Regions from separate parts of the Mus musculus genome. Here region 1 is linked to region 2. Evidence: chromatin contacts called from public HiChIP or PLAC-seq data. All regions are on one chromosome and are shown on one strand. Each heading gives the region's core, a stretch centred on a gene start, on an enhancer-like site or on the middle of the called end of the contact. The rest is flanking DNA. Distances are from core to core; before and after follow the strand shown. Region 1 overlaps Mthfsd (methenyltetrahydrofolate synthetase domain containing). Region 2 has its middle 42 kb from the start of Gm32968.

Region 1 (5,127 bases), core at 90-2,589, 810 kb after region 2:
GGAATGGGCCAGAGCTCACAGCATCCTGGGTGTCGAGATGGGCTGCTCGCCGTCATCCCTGCCCATTAGGGAAGCATGGCCCCTTCCCAGGAAGAACAGAGCAGGTGCCTCACACGGCAGCCGGTCATCACCAATGGCAAACTGTCACACGGCAAACTGTCACACGGCAGACACATCCCAGCAGCAGAAAGGGCGCTACTCCTCTGCTGGGGGTTACTCACCAGGTCACATATCCCTCTGCTGCCCCAGTGACACCCTCAAGGCGTTGGCACCCAGACGTAGGCCCTGTAGGAGAGAGGCGGCCTGCTGGGCAGCAGCTGAGTCTGTATAGTGTAGAACTGCCCTGTGCTGTGGCCCCTGCCAGGTAAGCCTCAGGGGCACCACCCCCAGCTCCTGGAGGACTCTCTTCAGCTCACGCACACGAGTAGTGAAGGGCAGGTTTCCCACACACACAGTGGCAGCTAGTTGGGTGTCCGCCCCCTGCAGGGGACTACGGGACCCTCCTCGAGAACCTGTTTGTGGTCTATCCTGGGGTCTCCTGATGGGGCCTGGAGCTGGCTGCTGGCTGCCAGGCTCGTCCCGGAGAGTGACATCCTTCCCAGCCTGTTTCTCTCTCTCCCGGAGGTTCCTGAGCACTGGGATTTTCGTAAGCATCTCACAGCTGACCTGAAAGAGAAAGCAGCCACAGGGGGGTCTTAGGGTGTCTGAGGAGTAGTCATACCAAGGCCACGCCCACACGCTCAGGAGGAATTCTGGCAATGCCACACCCCATATGTTCGGAAGGCTGTTGAGGGCCCAGCTCAGTCTCTGGGGAGAGAAGCCTCCACCGCCCTGGAAGTGAAGCACAGGCCCTCACAGTCAGGACACGCGTTCTATCACTGGGCTACAGCACGGCCACTTCTTTCTGCTTTGAGACAAGGCCTCATCGTATTGCCCAGGTTTGTCTGGACACCAAACCTGCCATTCTCCTGCCTCAGCATCCACGGTGTCGGCATGAGAAGCCTGCACTGTCAGAACCGGCTGGGATTCCATTGCTTAAGAAAGTCACCAACCCGCAGCTGACCCCACGTCAGCCTGAGATTCGCGGCACTCTGAAGCTGTCCAGATTGGCCCTTCATGTGCCATATAGGGTGGAACAGGCCTCTGTTTTCCCTGGAGGCCCAGGAAGTAGAAAGAACTGGGCTCCTTTGTGGGCTACCTGCTTACGAAAGGTTCTTGCAGTCACTGGTATTCACAGCACAGGGGGCGATTCCCTGCCTACCTCCGGGCAGGAGGGTGTGAGCTTCTCCTGTGCCTGCGGCTGGGATGGAGTCCTACGGGCTTAGGAACATCTCTAGGATGGAAGCGAGGCCTGGCCCTATGCACACAGCCAGGCAGGTCTGACCCAGCGCATGACTCATACAATCCTCCCTAGCCCAGGGCCACCGACTCGCTAAATAAACAGTCGGAGCTCAGCGCCGGCCTTTGGGGTTTATTACGCACAGGCCACTGGTGGCCCTAACTGGCTGGTACAGTTGGCCACAATATCCCAACAACCTGCAGAGACAGGGGAAGGCAGGTGGACACCACATGCACACAGTGTGCCCTGGACGGTGAGCCAGGAGCCTGACCCATGTGCACAAACGTGGCTGGAAGCCTGGGGACCCTGAGAGCCGTGACTCCGAGACAGACTCTACAGTGTGCACATGAGGTCAGCTCTCTACAGTGTGCACAACAGGTCAGCTCTCGGGCGCTGAGTTGCTTTCCTACCAAGCTGAGCAGCTCAAACCAAGACAACGACAAGTCTCGATGCTCAGGCTGTGGTGAAGCCAGGCATCACTCCTCTCTAGAGTAGCCTGTTTTGAGTAGGGAGTGATGACGCCCAGCATGGCCCTACCGGCTCCGCCATTTCCCAGCTGCTCACATCTGGGCTTACAGACTGAGAGGTTGCTGCTGCTGCCCAGGCTAACATGGGACCTGCTTTTCCTGGCTGGCAATTAGGAATGGTCAATATGCTCTGTCAACACACCACATGAAATGAAAACGCTACGTGTTAATCACACAGACGATAACCATTCCATCCTCCAAAAACTAAAGGCAGGTTTCACTTTCACATGTCAGCCGCCTAGACGTTTGCAATCCCTTGTTGGGGCCGGCAGTGTAGGCTTGTTATCCCGGCTACCTGAGAGGCCTAGGCAGTGAGCCCTGCCTCCAAAACAAAATAAGCAAAGGGCCCTGTGTGAGGCAGCTCAGCATCACAAGGCCGTAAGGCCAACCCCAAAGAGCTGCAAAACCAACCAAAACTGGAAAGCCCGCAGGGCACAGTGGTGCATACCCTGAGGAAGAATGTCCAAGGCTGATCTCTGGCCTCTGCACATGCACACACATGCACACACATGCACACACGCACAGAAACAGAGACAGAAAGAATGAAAACCATCGACAAGGGAGCCACAGTGCAGTGACTCTCCCCCCCATCACTGCTTTCTGGGTAAGACTCTAGGACTCAGCCTCAAGAGGTGATTCAGGCTACACCATTCAAAGTTGCAGCTAATATCCATCCACACAGGCTAGTGGGCAGCGGCCAGGACACACACGGAACACCACGAGAGACACTACGGCACTGTGCCACGTCGGCCGTGTGATGACCCACCTTGGACCACATGATGCCCGTTGGCTTTGGGCGTGCACAGCCTGTAGTGATGACCCTGGTGGGAGTGAGGATGTAGTCAACTGTGAGGTCGTGGTCCTCCACAAGAGCCTCGGGGATGTCTACGACCTGGGCAGGGAGGGAGTTGACAGTCAGGTTACAGCAGGGCCTGCCCAGCAGGAACCACGCATCGCCCATCGCCATTCGATACCTCTAATGGTGTGCATGAGGAGGAGCAGGTGTCTCCCCCGACCCCCAACTCCCGGAGCCGATGTCAGGGACACCTGTCACAGGTCCGCAGGACATACCTGGCAGTCGTGGACAATTGTGACAACCGGTGTCCCCTTGTGGACGGCTCCCATTGACACCATCATGGCGTATTCAAGATCAGCATAGCCTTCCCCTTTCCCAATTCGCCAGCCTGAGGGAGGAGAAGGGGCACAGTGGAAGTGGATTCCTGTCAGGCCTCTGTGGAGAGGATGGGATCCCGGAGTTCCTCTTGTCCACCGTTACCCACGGTGGTCCCGGAACACGAACCCACAGGCACCAAACGCTGAAAGTGCACAGTGACTGAGGGAGCCTCAGATGCCCTGTGCGGTGAACACGCTGGCACTTGGAGGGGCTCTCGTGACAGCAAGACACCGTGAAAAGCAGTGGGCAGGGCCAGGTGCCCTGGCACAGACCTACCGTTAGCACTAAGAGGCTGGCTCAGAGGAAGGCGGGGGTTCTGCCATCAGAACCGAAGTCAGTGTGTGAAGACAGAGGAGAGAGCTCTACTTCGAGGGACAGGTGTTTGGTTTTCCTGTCCTGGGAAGGCAAGGCGGATGGAAAGGGGAGGCTGGGTGCAGTGGGGCTTCACAGCCGTGGGCCCATGCAGGCAGAAGAACATAGGACCACAGCAGTGAACAAGCAGCCTTTGGATTCCAGTGTGGACCTGGGTTCTCCTCGCCTGGAGTCTGGGTACCACCACAGCATCACTCAGGAGCAAGCACACCACTAAGATGACTCTCTAAGACTGAGACCTGCCTGAGCTCCTGAGAGAAGAAAACGCACAGGCAGAGGAATGAGACAGAGACAGAGGGACAGCAGACAGTACATGCAGGCTACATGGCGAGGTGAGAGGCAGGAGACTGGCAGGAGGTCCCCAACCATCTTTACCCTGCAGCCCTTTAATAAAGTTCCTCACATTGTGCTGACCCCCAACCATACAGTTACCTCAGTGGTACATGTGTATGGCTGTGGTTTTGCTACAGTTATAACTCATAACGTAAATATCTGATAAGCAAGCACCGAAGGGGTCACGACCCACAGTTGAGAACCACTGTCCCACATGGTGGCACATGTGCATGGGAGTCTGGAGGGAGGTGGATAGGAGGCCTGGGAACCTGATGAGGGAAAATGACTATGAGTATACAGTATAGAAAACTGTAGGGACACTGTAAGCTAGCCTGGGCTAAGCAACATTCTATCTTTAAAAACCAAAACTAAAGGCAGGAGAGAGATTTTATGGTTCACCACCAGTCTGCTAATAGTTAATGTGGGATCACTACAACCATGAGCGGGCCTCCACACAGGCCTGGGAGAGGACGTTCTACACTGTGTTGGTTGAGGTGTGAGAGAGACTCGATCCCTCCCATCCCTATCACACTCAGCCTGCCATGTGGACTGACTGAACAGCAGAAAGCCTGCAAGGTGAGCGGCACAGGGGCTGATGTCAGGCTCTCAGCATGGACACAGGCAAGTGGGGAATGCCCAGGGTAGCCTTCAGGAACATCCAGACAGCCTGTCTCTAGCTTACCTTTCTCAGACACAGCAACAGATCCCACCACAACTAGATCCACAAGAACACTGGAATCCAAGCCCACTGGGACGCTGAAATTCCGCACACCCTGTGAAGGGAAACGTGAGCCGGCAGAGTGGGTGCGAGTCCCACACCACACTCCAGGAGGCAGTGTCCTGGGACAGCCAGTTCCGGGAATAATCAGATGGTGTCTCCTACAGTCCCTATCCCAGGAAGACGGCCAGAGGGAGCTGACCACACAGAGTCACACAGCACTAATGCTGGGGAGCACAGAATGGGAGGCACACCAGCAGGCCAGAGCCTGGTGAGTCACAGCACAGGGACACCAGGATGCTTGAGGCCACAGGTTAGGCACCTTAGACTAGACACTGCAGGTCCCCCCTTGTGGTTGTGCACTCTTGCTTCTGGAAATGGCTCCCAAGTGTGGCCAGTCGTCCAGATCATCAGACGCTGCATAAAGTGTGAAGCGACTGCACCTCTGAGGCAGGTCGGAGACGTGTGGGTCTGTCTAAAGCACATGGCTGGGCACGCCCGAGGCACCCACCCTCTATGCCGTCCCTCTCTGCAGCCATGGGAATAGGCTCCTCCCTGCCTGGGCTGTGGGCCTGGGACTGACCAGCACCGCGGTTCATCTTTCCCTCGTCTTTCTTTTAAAAATTTTTTCCCATTTTCTCAGTGATGGGATGGGATATGGCTT
Region 2 (4,989 bases), core at 1,081-3,580:
GGTTGCTACCGTCCTCTCTGACTGACATATCCCATCCCAGGCCTGTTACCTCCCATCTCTGGCCCTTTGAGTTTCTACTTCCCACTGCCTAGAGTGCTGTTCCACTGTTCCCAGGGCTGCCACCAAGGCACCGGTGACCACTGTGGGCTGCTGTTGTCCTTTGTCTCTGACGACAAGAGTCCCCTGTGCTAAAGTCAGCACTGTGCACCCTACGTCTGTCTAAAGTGTGGGAAGCGTGCTGGGGCACATTTGTTCAAATGGACAGACAGATGGACATTGGACAGATGGCAGTGGCACCTGGGTGAGTGGAGAAGGGGAGGCTGCTGTTTCCAGTGGGCACAGGAGGAGCTGAGACTGAGTGAGCTGGTACCTGAGGCCTGTCTTGGGACCTAGGGCTTCCTTCTGCCTCTCTGCCCCTCTGCCCCTCTGCCCCTCTGCCCCTCTGCCTCTGCCTGTCTGCTTTTCTCTCTGCCTCTCTTTAACTGCCTTTCTGCCTCTCTCTCTCTGCCTCTCTCTCTCTCTCTCTCTGCCTGCCTCTGCTCCTCTGCCTCTCTCTCTCTGCCTCTGGCTCTTTCTCTGCCTCTCTGCTCTCTCTCTCTGCCTCTCTTCCTCTCTTTCTGCCTCTCTTCCTCTCTGCCTCTGCCCCTCTGCCTCTCTCTCTCTTCTTTGCCTCTCTGCCTCTTTGCCTCTCTCTTTCTCTGCCCCACGCTGCTCCCCTCTACCTCTCTCTCTCTCTCTGTCTCCTTTGCCTCTCTTTCTCTGCCCCCTCTCTCTCTGCCCCCCTCTGCCTCTCTCTGTCTCTCTCTCTGTCTCTCTCTCTCTCTCTCTGCCTCTCTGCCTCCCCCCCAACTTGGCTCAGGTACCCATACCCTGAACTAAACTACCAGCCAAGGACCTGCATGTACTGGGGTTCAGAAGTGTGGGACTGATTGTGGGTCTCCAGCTCGTGGCCTCAGAGCCCTGCCTATGCCTCTCTCCTTGTTCGCCTTGATCTTGGAGGAGGCTCAGGCATGATGGAGCTGATCCATAGTCTCCGATGGAGACACCCAGACCAGAGCTGTGTGGCAGGTGGCTGTGCACCCAGAGAGGCTCTGTCTGCAGGCTTCTCCAGGGGAGCCTCTCCTCTCACTAGCAGCAGAGACGAAACACCAGCCTGTAGGGTTGTGGGTGAGCATAGCGTCGGAGGCCTGGTGTGGAGCCCTGCAGCTCTCCCTAGCTGAGACCTGGGCTGAGCATAGCTCATCTCCTAAGGAAGCAAGGCAGGAAGGCCTGGACTCTGAGCCTCTGCTGCTGCTGCTCTCCCTCCTCCTCTTCGTCCATCTCCCACCTCTATTCCCCCTCTTCTCCCCTCCCATTTATCTACCCTCCGACTCTATCTCCTCCCATCTCCCCTATTTCCCCATCTCCACCCCCACCCCACCCCCGTCTCTCTGTCTCACCCTCTCCGTGTCTCCTACATCTTTAATGTTTCTGTCTCACTGTCTCCAGATCACCGTTAGCCTCCCTAGCTGTCTCTCTCTGTCTCTTTCTCTCCTCTTCCCTCCTTCCCGCTTCTCCTCCGAGCTCCCGCCTCCCTCTCCGAGCAGCTGTTCCTAATAGACTGTTAATGACAGTACAGTGGGTGGAAGGCAGCATCCTGGGGGAGCCGCCATGATCTGTGTAATTGGTCTCAAAGGAGACAGAAGTGTCTAATATTTACACACCAGCATTAGTCCTTCGGGAACCTCATCTTGGCTGGAACCTTACAGGGAATGCTCCAATGCCATGTCCCATCACCCCATCCCTTGCTCTGAAGGGCTTTAGTTAAGGACCCAGCTTCTCTCTTTGGGTGCAGCATCATTGTCAGGAGTGGTTTGATCTGGTGGCCAGCTGCACAGTGTCCCTTCCAGTTAGAGCCATCGAGGGTATTTGCAGGAGACCCCAAGGAGAGAGTCTGAAGGAGCCAGCTCCCTGGTGAGGTCTGGGTGTCTGAATGCTGCCATGCCCTCTGCCCTCCTCTGCCCATGCAGAGTCAATATAGCCCTTGTTTTGCTTAGCTAGCAGGAGGCACAACTGGGAGATACTGTCTTCCTCAGGCTGTAGGCTAGCTGCCTCCTCGTCGCCAGTGGCTGGCTATACCATACCAAGAGGGACAGAACTGTGTTCATGGCCCCAAGTCTCCCTCCCACAACCTGATCATTTCTCTGGGTGCCAGGGGCTGTAAGCGCCAAAGAACTCCCAGGCATGGAAAGGGTGGGGCCAGAGAGAGGCGGGACCCAGGAAGGACAGAGCTGCAGGAGGCCTCTCCCCTGGGTTCCAAGTGAGAGCCTGCTGCCACTGCCCAGCTACACTCAAGCTTCCTTAATACTACAAACCTTTCCCAACCCCCTCACCCAGTGCTGGCAGTACACTCTACAGTACTTCCTTTGCACGTGTGTTCCAGTTCCAGCTGGGGCAACCACAGAGCACAGGGTGTCTCCAGGCCTCCTGTTGGGCTGGGGAGAGGTGTGTGTGTGTGTGTGTGTGTGTGTGTGTGTGTGTGTGCAGGAGCCCAGAAGCACAGGGTGTCTCCAGGCCTCCTGTTGGGCTGGGCAGGTGTGTGTGTGTGTGTGTGTGTGTGTGTGTGTGTGTGCAGGAGCCCAGAAGCCTATTGAGAGCATAGCAGGCTTCCACCTCCCTTGCTTCCTATGGAAACAGAGCCCTGCCAGCACCTTCCCGTGTCTCTGATCATAAAAACAATACGTGCAGTCTCCCGTCGGCTTTATAATTCAGCGTGCTCCCGTGTGTGGGGCTGGCATTTGTAAGAGCAGCTGTAAGTGGGGTTTTTCTTTCTTCCTTTTTTTTTTGTCTCCCCTCTATGACAGCCTTATTGAGATATAACTCGCAGATCACGCAAGCCACCCACTCGGTGTATTCAATGGTTGAGAATTGAACACACACAACATGGTGTGCCCATCACCAGCTTAATTCGAGAACATTCCCACTGCCCTCCAGAACCCAACCAATCCTGTCTCCTGCGTGACTGGTCCCCCATCCTTCCCTCCCCAGCCCTGGCAGCCGTAGCCCTCTGTCTGCCTCTGATGTTACCTGCTCTAGGCAGTCCTTGTCGGGGCCATCACACTCTGTGTGTGTGTGTGCGTGTGTGTCCCTCATGTCTGGCTTCTGCCACTGAACGTCAGGTATCCAGGTGTCACCCATGTGGAAGTTCCATTCATCGTGGCTGAATAGAATTCCTCGGTGTGACCTGCTCAGTTTGCTTTTCCACCGAGCCTGTTGGGGGTGGGGCAGCGTTTCATGTGGGCTTTTGTGAGTGGCATGGCTGTGAGCTGCCGACATAGACTTGTGTGTGTGTATGTATATATGTATGTATGTATGTATGTATATATGCAGGCATGTTTCCTTCTCTCTGACACACACATGGAATATGTCACAGCTGCCCAGTCTAGCCATCCTAGGCCCTTGCGGTTGTCCTTCTGAAGAGCCACACAGCCTGTCACTTCAGGGAAGGACACTTGCCTGTTTTGTCTGCCATCACCTTTCAGCCACCAGTATGACACTGACAACGGAATGGGTACTCAGGAGATACGGGGTGAGTGGCCCAGCCTGTGGTCAGCCTCACGACCCCCTACACAGCAAGGTCGGCTTCTGCTGGTCGTGGCACCTGTCACCTGGGCCAGCAGGAGGCAGATATTTCTGTTCTGTGCCATTGGGCTGGGCAGATGCCAAGGCCTAAAGTTGCCCAGCCAGAGGCAGGAGACAGGCCCTTCAGCACTGGTCTGCCTCTCCAAACACTGATGGGCCAGAGGAGGAGAACCCTGAGAGGGCCTGGGCCTGGTTGGTCTTGTCTTCTGGGAGGTCTGCAGACCTGTACCTAAGACACAGTGGTTGCCTAGTGGGCTGGCTGGCATAGACATTGTCTCATCTCCTCCCTGCCTCCATCCTCCTGGGAGGTGTTCTCACCCCTGTGGCTTCTGTAGGACCCCTACCCTGTCCTCTGGACTCAAAGGCACCAGGTCATGAGACATAGGTTGGGACTGCCGTTGACTCCGTTTTAAAAGTGAGGACGCTGAGGCCTAGAGGGATGGGTGTCTCTCTCTCTCACTCTTTCTCTCTCTCTCTCTCTCTCTCTCTCTCTCTCTCTCTCTCTCTCTCTCCTCAATCGTCTGAGCCACATGCACTGAATGACTGAACTCGGATTCAGACCTTTTCTTTTCTTTAAAAGAAAAACCCAAACAGAAACAGGGTCTTCTATAACTAGACCGACCTCAAACGCACCATGTAGCTAAGGATGACCTTGAATTCTTGAACCTCTTGCCTCCACCTCCCGAGTGTGGAGATTTCAGATGTGCATGACCACACCTGGTTGTGTGTGCTGGACAGCCACTGTGCCTGCTGAGCCATATCCCCATCCCGGGGCATTGTTAATATTCCTCCTTCAAGGTGTGAAGTTGTAGACAGAGGTTCTCAACCTGTGGGTCCCAACTCCTTTCACTGGTGGCCCGAGATCATACCGCATATCCAATATCTACATTATGTATTGATCGTTTTTGTTTTGAGACAGGGTTTCTCTGTGTAGCCTTAGCTGCCCTGGAACTCTCTGTAGACCAAACTGACTTTGAACTCTGAGAGATCCACCTGCCTCTGCCTCCTGAGTGCTGGGGTTAAAGGCGTGTGCAGCACCAACACCCAACTTATGACTCATACCAGTAGCACAATTACAGTCATCAAGGAACAATGAATGAATTTTATGGTTGGGGCGGGGGGTGTCTTCATCACATGGAGAAGTGTCTAGAAAGGGTTGCAGCATTAGGAAGGCTAGAATTCTGCTCTGGAATGTTCTCTTCTCTGCCACTTAGAGACTTGTCTTGGGCAGGCTCGCTCTGGTTTATGAGTCCAGCCTCTGTTCCATTTCCCCCTTACCCCTTGGGCAAATCCCAAGCCTGCCTGTGGATTCCAGGGCTCTGCAGAACCCAGTTTGGGAAGATTGTCAGTGATAGGCCAAGGGTCCCC

Evidence for each region. HiChIP or PLAC-seq counts read pairs in DNA pulled down with a chosen protein or histone mark.
Region 1: a contact with region 2 is called in an HNF4G HiChIP or PLAC-seq map of pancreatic cancer cells. The contact joins two enhancer-like sites.

Annotation. Positions count from the first base shown.
Region 1 is chr8:121,098,487-121,103,613 of GRCm38.p6, forward strand. It overlaps Mthfsd (methenyltetrahydrofolate synthetase domain containing), which reads right to left. Exons shown (of 9, transcript NM_001372381.1): 5 at 4,428-4,518; 6 at 2,938-3,050; 7 at 2,633-2,758; 8 at 222-666. The coding sequence ends at 226. Among named protein-coding and RNA genes, the nearest start is that of Mthfsd, 7.3 kb to the right of the region's middle. Within about 2 kb of position 1,340, at least 14 of the 459 cell types and tissues checked have an H3K27ac peak or open chromatin away from gene starts, as enhancers often do. A contact at or near this core is called in pancreatic cancer cells, where this site is marked.
Region 2 is chr8:120,282,866-120,287,854 of GRCm38.p6, forward strand. It overlaps a transcript of Gse1 not described here. Among named protein-coding and RNA genes, the nearest start is that of Gm32968, 42 kb to the right of the region's middle. Within about 2 kb of position 2,331, at least 87 of the 459 cell types and tissues checked have an H3K27ac peak or open chromatin away from gene starts, as enhancers often do. A contact at or near this core is called in pancreatic cancer cells, where this site is marked.